Linked DNA regions of Gossypium hirsutum: region 2 is linked to region 1. Evidence: chromatin contacts called from public Hi-C data. All regions are on one chromosome and are shown on one strand. The core of a region is the stretch at or near the end of the contact, and the rest is flanking DNA. Distances in the headings are between cores, read along the strand shown. Region 1 holds the start of LOC107948066. Region 2 holds the start of LOC107943845 (zinc finger protein BRUTUS).

Region 1 (5,256 bases), core at 1,550-4,049:
ATAATTCTTGTTACATGAGCTTACTAAGCACAAAGTGCTTACCCCATTTCCTTTTTCCCTGTTTTGTAGTGTTAAGAGCTCGGAGGTCGGATTTGGTCGAAGACACATCACACTATCAACCTCAGGATTTCGGTATATAAAGAAACTTTATTTTGGAAATCAATGGCATGTATAAGCTAACAAAGTAAATGTTAACGTGAAATGAATGTAAAGTTAGCCATTAGTATGGTTAACAAACCTGGTTATAGATATGTGATGACATTATCTTATATAAATGCATGAATCTATCATGAAAATATGTTGAATTGAAAAAAAAAATTAATTCGTAAACTCCGGTAATGCCTCGTACCCTATTCCGGCAATGAATACGGGTAGGGGTATTACACTGTGTGTAAGACCATGGTTGAAAGATTCCATGGCAACCTAATATGAAATGTGTAAGACCATGGTTGAAAGATACCATGGCAACCTGTGTGTAAAACTATGGTTGAAAGATACCATGGCAACCTGATATGAAATGTGTAAGACTATGGTTGAAAGATACCATGGCAACCTGATATGAGATGTGTAAGACATTGGTTGAAAGATACCATGGCAACGTGACATGAAAAGAATAAGACCATGGTTGAAAGATACTATGGCAACATGACAGAAAATGAGTAAGACCATAGTTGAAAGACACTATGGCATCACGTCAAAGATAAATAAGACCGTGGATGGGAGACGCTATAACATCTGTTGAACAATTGATATTTAGGTAAAATGTATCAGATGACGAATGGTTATATGAAATGGTTGTGTGAAATGTTTATAAGAACTGGTCATATAGAAATATATGTACAAAAGCGTTGTATGAAATAATTATGAAAATGGATAAACGAAATAAGTATAAGTACATGGAATATAATTTATGTTAAGTTTGATATAAGCTATTACCAGAATAAATATACATAAAATATATGGAAATGATGAAGCATAAAATATTGATATAATGAAATGAATGATATATGCTTGTGAAGAAACGGTAAGAGCATGATATGTTTCATGACATGTACATATATGATTATCTTTGATATGTTGATACAAGGAAATTATGTAATTGAGACTATTATTAAACTCAAGTGTGACATGTCGAGAAAATAGATATATCAATGTTGAATTTATATGAGATATGTGCAAGTATACTAACAATGTTGTTGTTTGATGCTTATACAAGTGCCAAATTGTTGATTGAATGGTAATATATTTATTTTATATGATGCATTGGATCGGTAAGTATTTTAATTTTTTTAAGTGATCTGCAAATGGTAGTAATGCTCCGAAACCCTATTCTGGCAGCGGATACGGGTTAGGGGTGTTACACAGATTTTTTTTTGGCATTTAGTAAATTCAAGCTAGGCTCGGGCCAAAAATGTCTTACCTGAGGCCTGACCCATTTTTAAAACGAGCCTTATATTTGTCCAAGCCTATTTTTCGGGCCTATATTTTTGCCCAAACCCTCCCACTTTTTGAACTCGACCTATGAACATGTCTAATATATATATACTATAGCAATTTAAAGTTACAATTAAAGAAAGCGTTCCAATGTGGCACGGCCAAGAAAAGGTCATTTGGCACGCAAGTCATTTGTCAGGTGACTTTATTGACTAAAGTTTAAAATAAATATTATTTCAATCTAATCTCCTTATAAAAATATATCAACATTAAATACCCATTAATATAATAAAGAACATACATGTCAATTAGAGGTGTGCATGGGTCGGGTCGGGTCAGGCCCAACTAAAAATTTAGGCCCGTTTGCTAGGCCCAGGCCTGGCCCAACCCGAAAAATAGGCGTAAAATTTTACCCAAGTTCGGCCCTAATAAAAATGTTAAAACCCGAGCCCGACCTGACCCGACCCGCCCATATTAATTTTTATATTATTTTTATATAATTTTAATATATATATAAACCATCAAAAATACTAAAAACATCAAAATAAATATTTTTCAACAAATTGAAAATAAATTTTAAAAAATATGTATACTTAAATAACACTAAAATAGATACAATTTAACAAGCAAATGCCTCTAAAATAATAACAAAATTAGCAAATGTCTTTAAAATAATAAAAAAATTAACAATAAAATAAGTTTTATATAATATCCAAACAATAACAACAAAATAATAGCAATATAATAGTAAAATAGTAGCAAATAGGGAGAAAATAATATTAATTTTTTTTTCATTTAGTGAATTCGGGCCAGCCGGGCAGGGCAAAAATGCCTTACCCGACGCCAGGCCCTTTTTTTTAAACGGGCCTTATTTTTTTGCCCAAGCCCATTTTTTGGGCCAATATTTTTTCCCAAACCCTCCCACATTTCGGGCGGGCCTTCGTACCCCGGCCATGCACACCTCTAATATCAATAATCTCCACTATAATTGATTCTAATCATAGGTTATGAAAAAATATATAAATATATTTTTTCTCTTTTTAATCTTTAATTTATATTCTATCTTTTTTTTATGGGTAACCCTAAAATTATTATCAAATCATTCAAGTTTATTTTAAATATTACTTTCTTTTTATCTTAATTTATATTAATTTGAATTTGAATTATCTTTATAAAAATTAAAAATTTATATTTTTAACAATATTATTTATAAAAGTTTAGAAAATTTATATAAATTTTAACAATTTAAGATAATATATTTTAATAATTGAAATATTTAGTAAAAATCATTTAATTTTTATATACATAAATTTAATATATCATAATGGAAAATGGAGCATAGTTAAGCTTAAAAGATATATATTCAAATAAAAAGGTCCGTTTAACTTGCTTCCTTTCCAAAAGTGCCCCATCCTGCCGCTCCACCCCCGTCACTACCTCCCCTCCCCTGTGGTGCTCTCTCTGAACTCTTATCCCCCACCGCTAACAACACCAACCCTGCAATGGCGGCCGCCGCAGCAGCAACTATTTCCTCCGACTCTCTAGCCACAGTTTCGGACGGCCCCGTCCTTAGCTTCATCAACAAACGCCTCCGTGCCCTACGCAAGAAATACAACCGCATTCTCCAAATGGAAGAATCGGTCTCCCAAGGCAAAACTTTGAACAAAGAACAAGAAGATGTCCTCCGTTCCAAACCCACCGTATCTGCCCTTATTGATGAACTCGAGAAGCTTCTCCAGCCTCTTTCTTCCGCTGTCTCCGAAGAAATCTCACTCGCCTTACAGCGTCAAACCGTTTCATCATCAGAAACAACCTCTCAAGCCCAACCTGACAAGACTGAACCCCAAGAACAACTGCCCAATGTCCCCGATCATGCCATTGAGGATCTCCTCAATCTTCTCTATTTCGGGTCGTTGTTCGATGTCAAGTCTCAGAGTGATTTTACCTCCACCATGTTGACGAGGACCCACGAGAGAGGCTGCTGCTTGACTTACGATTACGTTACCGACGACGCTACCGATCTGCTTAACGAGAAAGATTTGGATTTGATTTCGACGCTGAGTGGACTATTGACTTCGCGGCCGGCTGATTCCAGTTTGTCTCATAAGAACGCTTTGCACCGTTGTATCCAGCATGCTATGCTTTGGCTTTCTAACTCTGACCAGCCTGTTGACCCCAATGCCGACGTTTCATGTATTCATCCGCTCTAATCATTTTCGTAGCTATTATAATTATGTACTTATTGTTCAATTTCTAGCTTTTCTGATTTGAGAGTTCTTTGCTGCAGATGCTGGGTTGAGAGAGAGGCTTAACAAGATTATGGCTTTGGATTATTTTACAACCACGCCGGAGATAAAGGATCCTGCTGAAGTGGCGGCTGCTGCTGCTGCTGGGACTTATACTTCTTTCCAGGTTCCGGTGCACGCTGTGCCCACTTCCGTGCCTGTTCAGGTGGAAGACTCGGTTGGGCAGTACCAGCAGAAGGTATTAACTTTGTTTTAGTTCAAAATAAAAGGAGTGGGGTTTTGTGGTTAGTGTATTTTTACTTTTGCATTTTGTTTCTGATATATGTTTTAGTATAAAAACTTTGGTTTCCCTTTTGTTCTGTACAGTTATCATTACCGAAATGATTGTTAATTTGTTTTGTTTGATGCAAATACATTGAGGTCTTGGTTTTCAGCTATATAACCTAGAGAGGGGGAAAGAAAATCAGAGAATTCTTAGAGTTTCTTTATATATAAGTTAATTGTAAACGAAAGTTGGAGAAACAAAATTTATTATGCCAGCAACCCACTAAATTATTTGTTAATTTTTGTTTATTGTGAAGTTAAGAGTTACTGCAGCGGGATTAGAGAGTTTAATTTCCTTAATAGCATTTTGGATTTTCTAATTGTCTATCCAACATCAATTTTATTTGTTTCTCTATCTGTAGCCTGCAGATAGAATTAGACCCTCAATCTATATTCCTTTATGCACAAAATGTTGTTTAAATATGAGCTCATTAAATTTGAATTTAGCCATTATGTCCAGAAAGAAATATTGTACTTATGTGCATAGCAAATACATGTTGAAACAGTGAGGAGCTGTGTTTCTTGCTTCAGAAATAATTTTTCCCCCTGTGTGCAACAGCACATAAAATTTTTGAAACAGTGAATAATCGTGCTTGCTGTAGATCCTTATGTGTTGGTTAATATCATTGTTGTTTTGGTATTACATGAAATTATAAATCGTTTATGCTTTGCAATTGGAGGAAAATATTAATAACTCACATTGGTTGCTAGATTTTTTAGACATCAACATTGTGAACTCTGTCTAGTCTTCTTTTTCTTATGAATAAGACACACACAAATGTTTCTAGTGTATTAGCAAATCTACCTTGTATAGTGTCCTCCTTTTTTTCTTGGAAGGAATGAGGTTGTTTAAGCAAGTTTCTTTTATTGTTGAATGAAACCAAGTCTAAGACTGCTAAACATGAATTATTTGTAGATGGAGGTACAGGAGAAAGTATTGGGGTTGGGGAGGCAAGATTTGTAAAATGTTGGTACAGAATGTATAAATTACCTAAGATTGAAGTAGTTAACAACCTTGCAGGCAGAATGGCTAAAAGATCTCATGAAATAGTTTTTTATTAGTGCACAGAAGTAGTACACATATTAATAGAGTTACAATGTTCTACTTCCTTATTTCAAATTTGATTCAGAACTAGTCCTAAAAAGTGCAGTTAAAAGCTTACGCTCCAAGGCTGGGATGATAAGAAGGGTTTTCTACTCGGGGATTATTCAATCCTGAATTGATCTCTGAACTTTGGCTACATGTGCCTTT
Region 2 (5,256 bases), core at 1,572-4,071, 180 kb before region 1:
ACAGACACTCATCAATTAAAGCAATAAAATACTTGCCTGTGCTTCTTCACTATGGAAATGCTTCTGTATACTATCCATTATTTGATCAGCCTGTGAGCACAAATTTGCATAGAATTCAGCAGAAGTTGAGTCAGCTCCCGCACTTTGAATATTTTCGATAAGGCGCCGAAGCTTGTTAAATTGAATTTCTTCTTCCGCATGCTCCTGAGTAAAAGATAGTTCTGCATCTACAGCAGGGAATATAACTCTATCCTCAGCAATACTGCAGCAAGAGAGAAGAAAAGTTAATTTCATAACAGGTATGTAACCAGTCATAAAGGTAGATCATAAGTTGTCCTAATACATTTCATGCATCAATTTTATTTTTTTCTGTATCACACCAGATCATAAAATTGAAGTCTTTTGCTGCATACAATAAACTCTAGCTTCAATATAACATGAAAGATAGGAAGTGTTTGTTAACTATGAAGTAAAAACAACCCTAATCAACAAAGATTACTATTAAAAGGGAAAACACAGAGAAAATCCACACCTGTGAAAGATGCATACTTCAGCTATGAACTGCAGCCTCTCATTGAAGCCAGATAAATCAGAAAAATCACCAGAAATTTGTATTTTCTTAGCAGCCTTGGCTATATCACTCAATTCTCGTTTGATAGCATTATGCCAAAGCATAATTTCATCTATAGGACTGGACAGAGTAGAATCCTTAGGTCTAGAACTTAGCTCCATATATTTCCTTTTACAACTTTTCGAAGATTCACATGCACAGTAACCACTTTCAGTTTGACTTGGTAAGACACTAGCTCCAAAAGCTTCACATCGAGCCTCGCCTTTGCAATTTTTACATTTCTCAGCTGTCTTGACACCTTCCATCCAGGTGAAAATAACCTTCACAACAGAACTAAAAATGTGAGATTTGATTCTAGAAGGAACTTGTGAGTTTTGGATAACTAATAACAATATCCTATATAACCTAGAAGCCCTGTCACCTGATGAAGAAGTTTCTCTCTTGGAATTATCTTGCTCAAGCACTTGCGCATGTCTCGATGTTCATCAGGTGATATAGAGGAGGAAAGCCATGGAAGAAACTCCGCCATCATATTAACAGGTATGCTGCAAAGAAATTGCCATACCAATGACGCCTGCTCTTCAAATGTAAACTTCTCAATAAGCAAGGGAAACACCTGTCAATTCCAAAGCAAGCATGTGAAACTAAAAGATAACTTTAAGTTAGAAGATTTAACTCCTTATTCTAAATTTGAAATGGAATGCATCATGACAAGTGATCAATCAAGTAAACATCTCAGCAATGTATATCAACAACCTCATCCACCTCCAAAATAAGGTAGGAGAATTGCTATAACACATCAAGAACGAAACAACCAATATTTTAGAAAATAAATTTTTCATCTGGCTTCTGGTTTAATTTTTGATTTGCAGCATTTGCCTCAAATATCTAACCAACCTGTTCCTCTTCCTTGGACATATGCTGAGTAATTGATGTCTGAAGGGCCCCAGTGCAAGAGGCTAATTCTCTCCTATAGCTTTCTTCATTCTGCATATCTGAAGTCAGCAATGCAAACAACTGATCAAAAAGGACACTTTCACCTTCATGTTCAAGTGAGTATGTTGGAGCCACATTCTTCACGCGTATATCAAGAGCCGGAAAGATAACCTACACATAAGGTAGTTTTGAATTCAGTAATCAGTCACAAATATCAGACAAATCTAAGGTGATGATGCAGCCAACAAGAATCTCATAGGAAAAAGGAAGGATTAAAAAAAACCCTTGGAGAGACTATGTTTATTTTAATTACAATATTACTTTTAAGTTACAACAAGGCAATCTCTTTCACAGGGGTTTTCACAAGTCTTTTGAGCCATCTAAGTATAAGGCTACGACAGCGAGTTTTACAGAGATTACCCCATATCTAAATATAGTGATAAATTCAAGTTTCTAGAATCAAATTCAATCAAGTTCTATCCTTCCTCAAACAATAACCCTTAAAACATGACAAAAGCATCACAAATTTATGAATTTACTAACAATTCGGGAAAGCTAATTCTGAGTATGGGATTTAGAATTTTCTAAAAAAAGTAAAGGGATTCAAAGGAAGGGGCAAAATAAAGCCAAAACTAATGTTTAAAAAACAAGGAAGAAAAAAAAGAGATAAAGGAGAACAAGAAGGAAAACGACAACGCATGAACCTCATCTTCGGCGTGGCAATGGTGCTTATATATAGTACGAAGGAAATGGCATCTCTCCAACAAAGAAGTAAGATCAGAGTCGTGGTGGTTGGTGGCAAAAGCCATGGCAGCTCGGTGGAGGGCGTCGAGCTCAGCCTTGATGGCCTTGTGAAAAAATTGGAAGATAAGAATGGGAGATTTAGAGGCGGAGTTTTTCAAGCAAGATTTGGAAGGAGTGGATGGATCGATTGGATTCAGAGGACCTGCCATTATTGCTATACCTCCTCCTCCTCCTCCTCCGGGTTCTAAGCTCGAGAATGGGGTCGCCATTAAAGAGAACTTCGACGTGGTTTCCGATTCAGATTTCCAAAAGCTCTACTAGATCTTTTGCCTGTTCATACAATTTGGAGATTTCATTTCATAGCCTTTTCTTTCTTTTTCTTTTTTCTTTTTTTTCTTCCTTTGCTTTAATGTTTTGTGTTTGTGGGGAGTAAAGAAGAATGTGAAACTTTCTTCTTTTATATATATTTTTGTAATTTTGCCCCTTTATTTTTCCTTCTCTTTCTCCCTCTTTGTTAGCCAGAAGAATGTGTTTTAATCAATGCGGTAGATGAAGAAGAGAATTTTTCTACCCTTAAAATAGGTGACTGGATTTTGAATTTTATTTTCTCAAATTTTAGTTTCCATTCTAAAAAGGTAATTTCTTGTTTTATTATAAATTCGGGTTTATTATAATATTATTTTTTATTCTAAGGTATTAAATATTTTTATATAAAATATTTTTTATACAATATTAGAGTAAGAGACGATAATAACATTATTTGAATCCGTATCAAATGAGTTTTTAACAAAAGTTTTAATTACTACTCTTGACAAGATTTATTTTAAAATATTAGATCAGTGAATGTAATACAATAATATTAATAATTTGATGGGAATTTTTAAAATCGAAAAGTAGTGATTAGATTTTAAATTTAGGAATAATTAAGAGATTTAAGGTATATTTTAACCATTTTTTACTTTCAAAATAAAAATATTAAAATATTAAAACTTTTTATCAAGAGATAAAAAATTAGATAGTTTTTAAGTAAGATCTCGAGTTGGAATGAAAAATAGTTTAAGAAAGTATTGTGAGTGAAACTCACTTCAATTTCAAATTTAGTGGAAACCTAATGAAAAAGAAAAAACTACCATAGTATTTGTTTCTAAATATTACTACAATAGTGAATAATGTAGAAATTTTATATTAGCAAAATAATTAACTAATATGGCATTTTTTTAGTCATAAAAGTAATATTTAATGCATTATTAGTGATTTTAAAATTCTATTCTAATGATGTGTAATTAGCACATAAAATTAGAATGTATTAGATATTAAAATAGGTTGATAATTAGAGAATAGATGCATGATGGCAGGCGTGGGATAAAAATAATTCCAAATACAAATACTAAAATATTCTGAGTTCCTAATTTATTTAGATAAAAAAAATCCTGCTACTTAAATAAATTAAATTTTAGTACAACAAGTACTATTATATTCTCCTTTTTTTGTCATTATTAGATACCAATTTCCATAAATTAAAATATAAAAAAGCTAAATATTATTATTAGGATAAAATAAATCCATAAAACCTTTCCTATCATAGTATAGTATAAGAAAAATAAATAAATTTCTTAAAAACTAATAGCATTTATTTTATATGATATAATGGCATTTGTGTTATTATTACACGATGGAATTTGTGAGTGAATAAACGAAAGGACGGCACTCGGCAAATCTTCTCGTCGAAAAGGATGGCTAAGGCAATTGTTTGACAAGTGTGAAAAGCACGTGAGAGCGTTTTAAGGACAGAGTCTGGCTTATCACAACCTCCACGTAAGCATCCACCTAGTGTCTGAAACGGACGGAAGCACTTCATCACGGTTTCACCAAAGTGACAATCGTCAAGGGTGTAATCGCCATTTTCTCTTTTCAAAGATTTTATATTTTTTTTTACTATATTTGTGCTTAATTTATTTAGAAAAGAATAATCCCAAAAGGAGATTACAGTATGACGCAAGTTAGGTCAAGCGTTATTAAGAGTGAGAGCTGGACAAGCCAATATTTAATCCCACAAAACCAATTTCATACAATTGACTAATAATTCCATTTTTAAATGAAAAATTAAATGATTAATATTTAACACATTCTCATTAATTATATAATAACTATGTATAAGTCAATGACATCTCATTCTGCTGGGTGAATAAAGCTTGGGGTAAATAACTTTTTTAAAGGTTTTAAAAATTGTTATACCTAATTTTCTTATATATAGTATCTCGATGAGTCAATCGAGTCAATCACTTAAGTTAAGGAAGGGTTCACCTATAGAAGGGCTCATCTAATGGGAAATAATTTTACATTTGCCACGTAAACTGTCATCTTATCTCATCAAAGTCTACTCGTAACTTCATATGTTATGTCTAATAAAGTCTTTTATAACTTTACCACAATCTCTACAAAGTATAGCTGGGTCACATTTAAGTAGGGCATTCCATGACCATATTGTTAGCACTTCATAAAATTTTTATTACCAACTGCACAAAATAGGGCACCTGTCATAAGGGGCCTACATTAACCTTACACTTTATATAAATTAGCTCTATTTTCAAGAGGAAACAAGCACTCTAACCTTTTATTGAAACTCTACCAAGCACCACTATAGTTGTTATGCCCTCAGCTCGACCCAATTCACCGAGTCCAAATTTCGAGCGTTACAACACTCAATACTTAACAATTTAATAAAATAGATTACAATTTCTCATTCCTTTGAATATTTTATTTAACATTTTTATCAAAAAAACTTAAAATCTAAAAAAACAAGGGAAACTTTTAAAATAACTTATTACATCAGACGTCATATAGATCATTACATTATACAAGTTTTACTAATAATAGACACTTAAGGCATATTCTAAACCTACGTTAGATTTCCATTGTATGCATAATATTTCACTCAGCCACATCATTGACGTAGTCCCGGCATCGTCCCTCCAAGCGCAATCTCTTAACATTGAAACGTAAAA

Evidence for each region. Hi-C and Micro-C count contacts between places; a contact is called where the count stands out from the background.
Region 2: a contact with region 1 is called in a Hi-C map of leaf, with 2.5 times the contacts expected there. The contact joins the promoter of LOC107943845 here to the promoter of LOC107948066 in region 1. A contact is called at or near these places in 7 of 34 Hi-C or Micro-C datasets (leaf and seedling).

Annotation. Positions count from the first base shown.
Region 1 is chrA04:79,166,562-79,171,817 of Gossypium_hirsutum_v2.1, reverse strand. It overlaps LOC107948066, which reads left to right and starts at 2,799. Exons shown (of 7, transcript XR_005925714.1): 1 at 2,799-3,627; 2 at 3,722-3,918.
Region 2 is chrA04:79,349,773-79,355,028 of Gossypium_hirsutum_v2.1, reverse strand. LOC107943845 (zinc finger protein BRUTUS) reads right to left here and starts at 2,821. Exons shown (of 14, transcript XM_041111442.1): 1 at 2,212-2,821; 2 at 1,469-1,678; 3 at 993-1,187; 4 at 533-891; 5 at 37-262. The coding sequence starts at 2,520.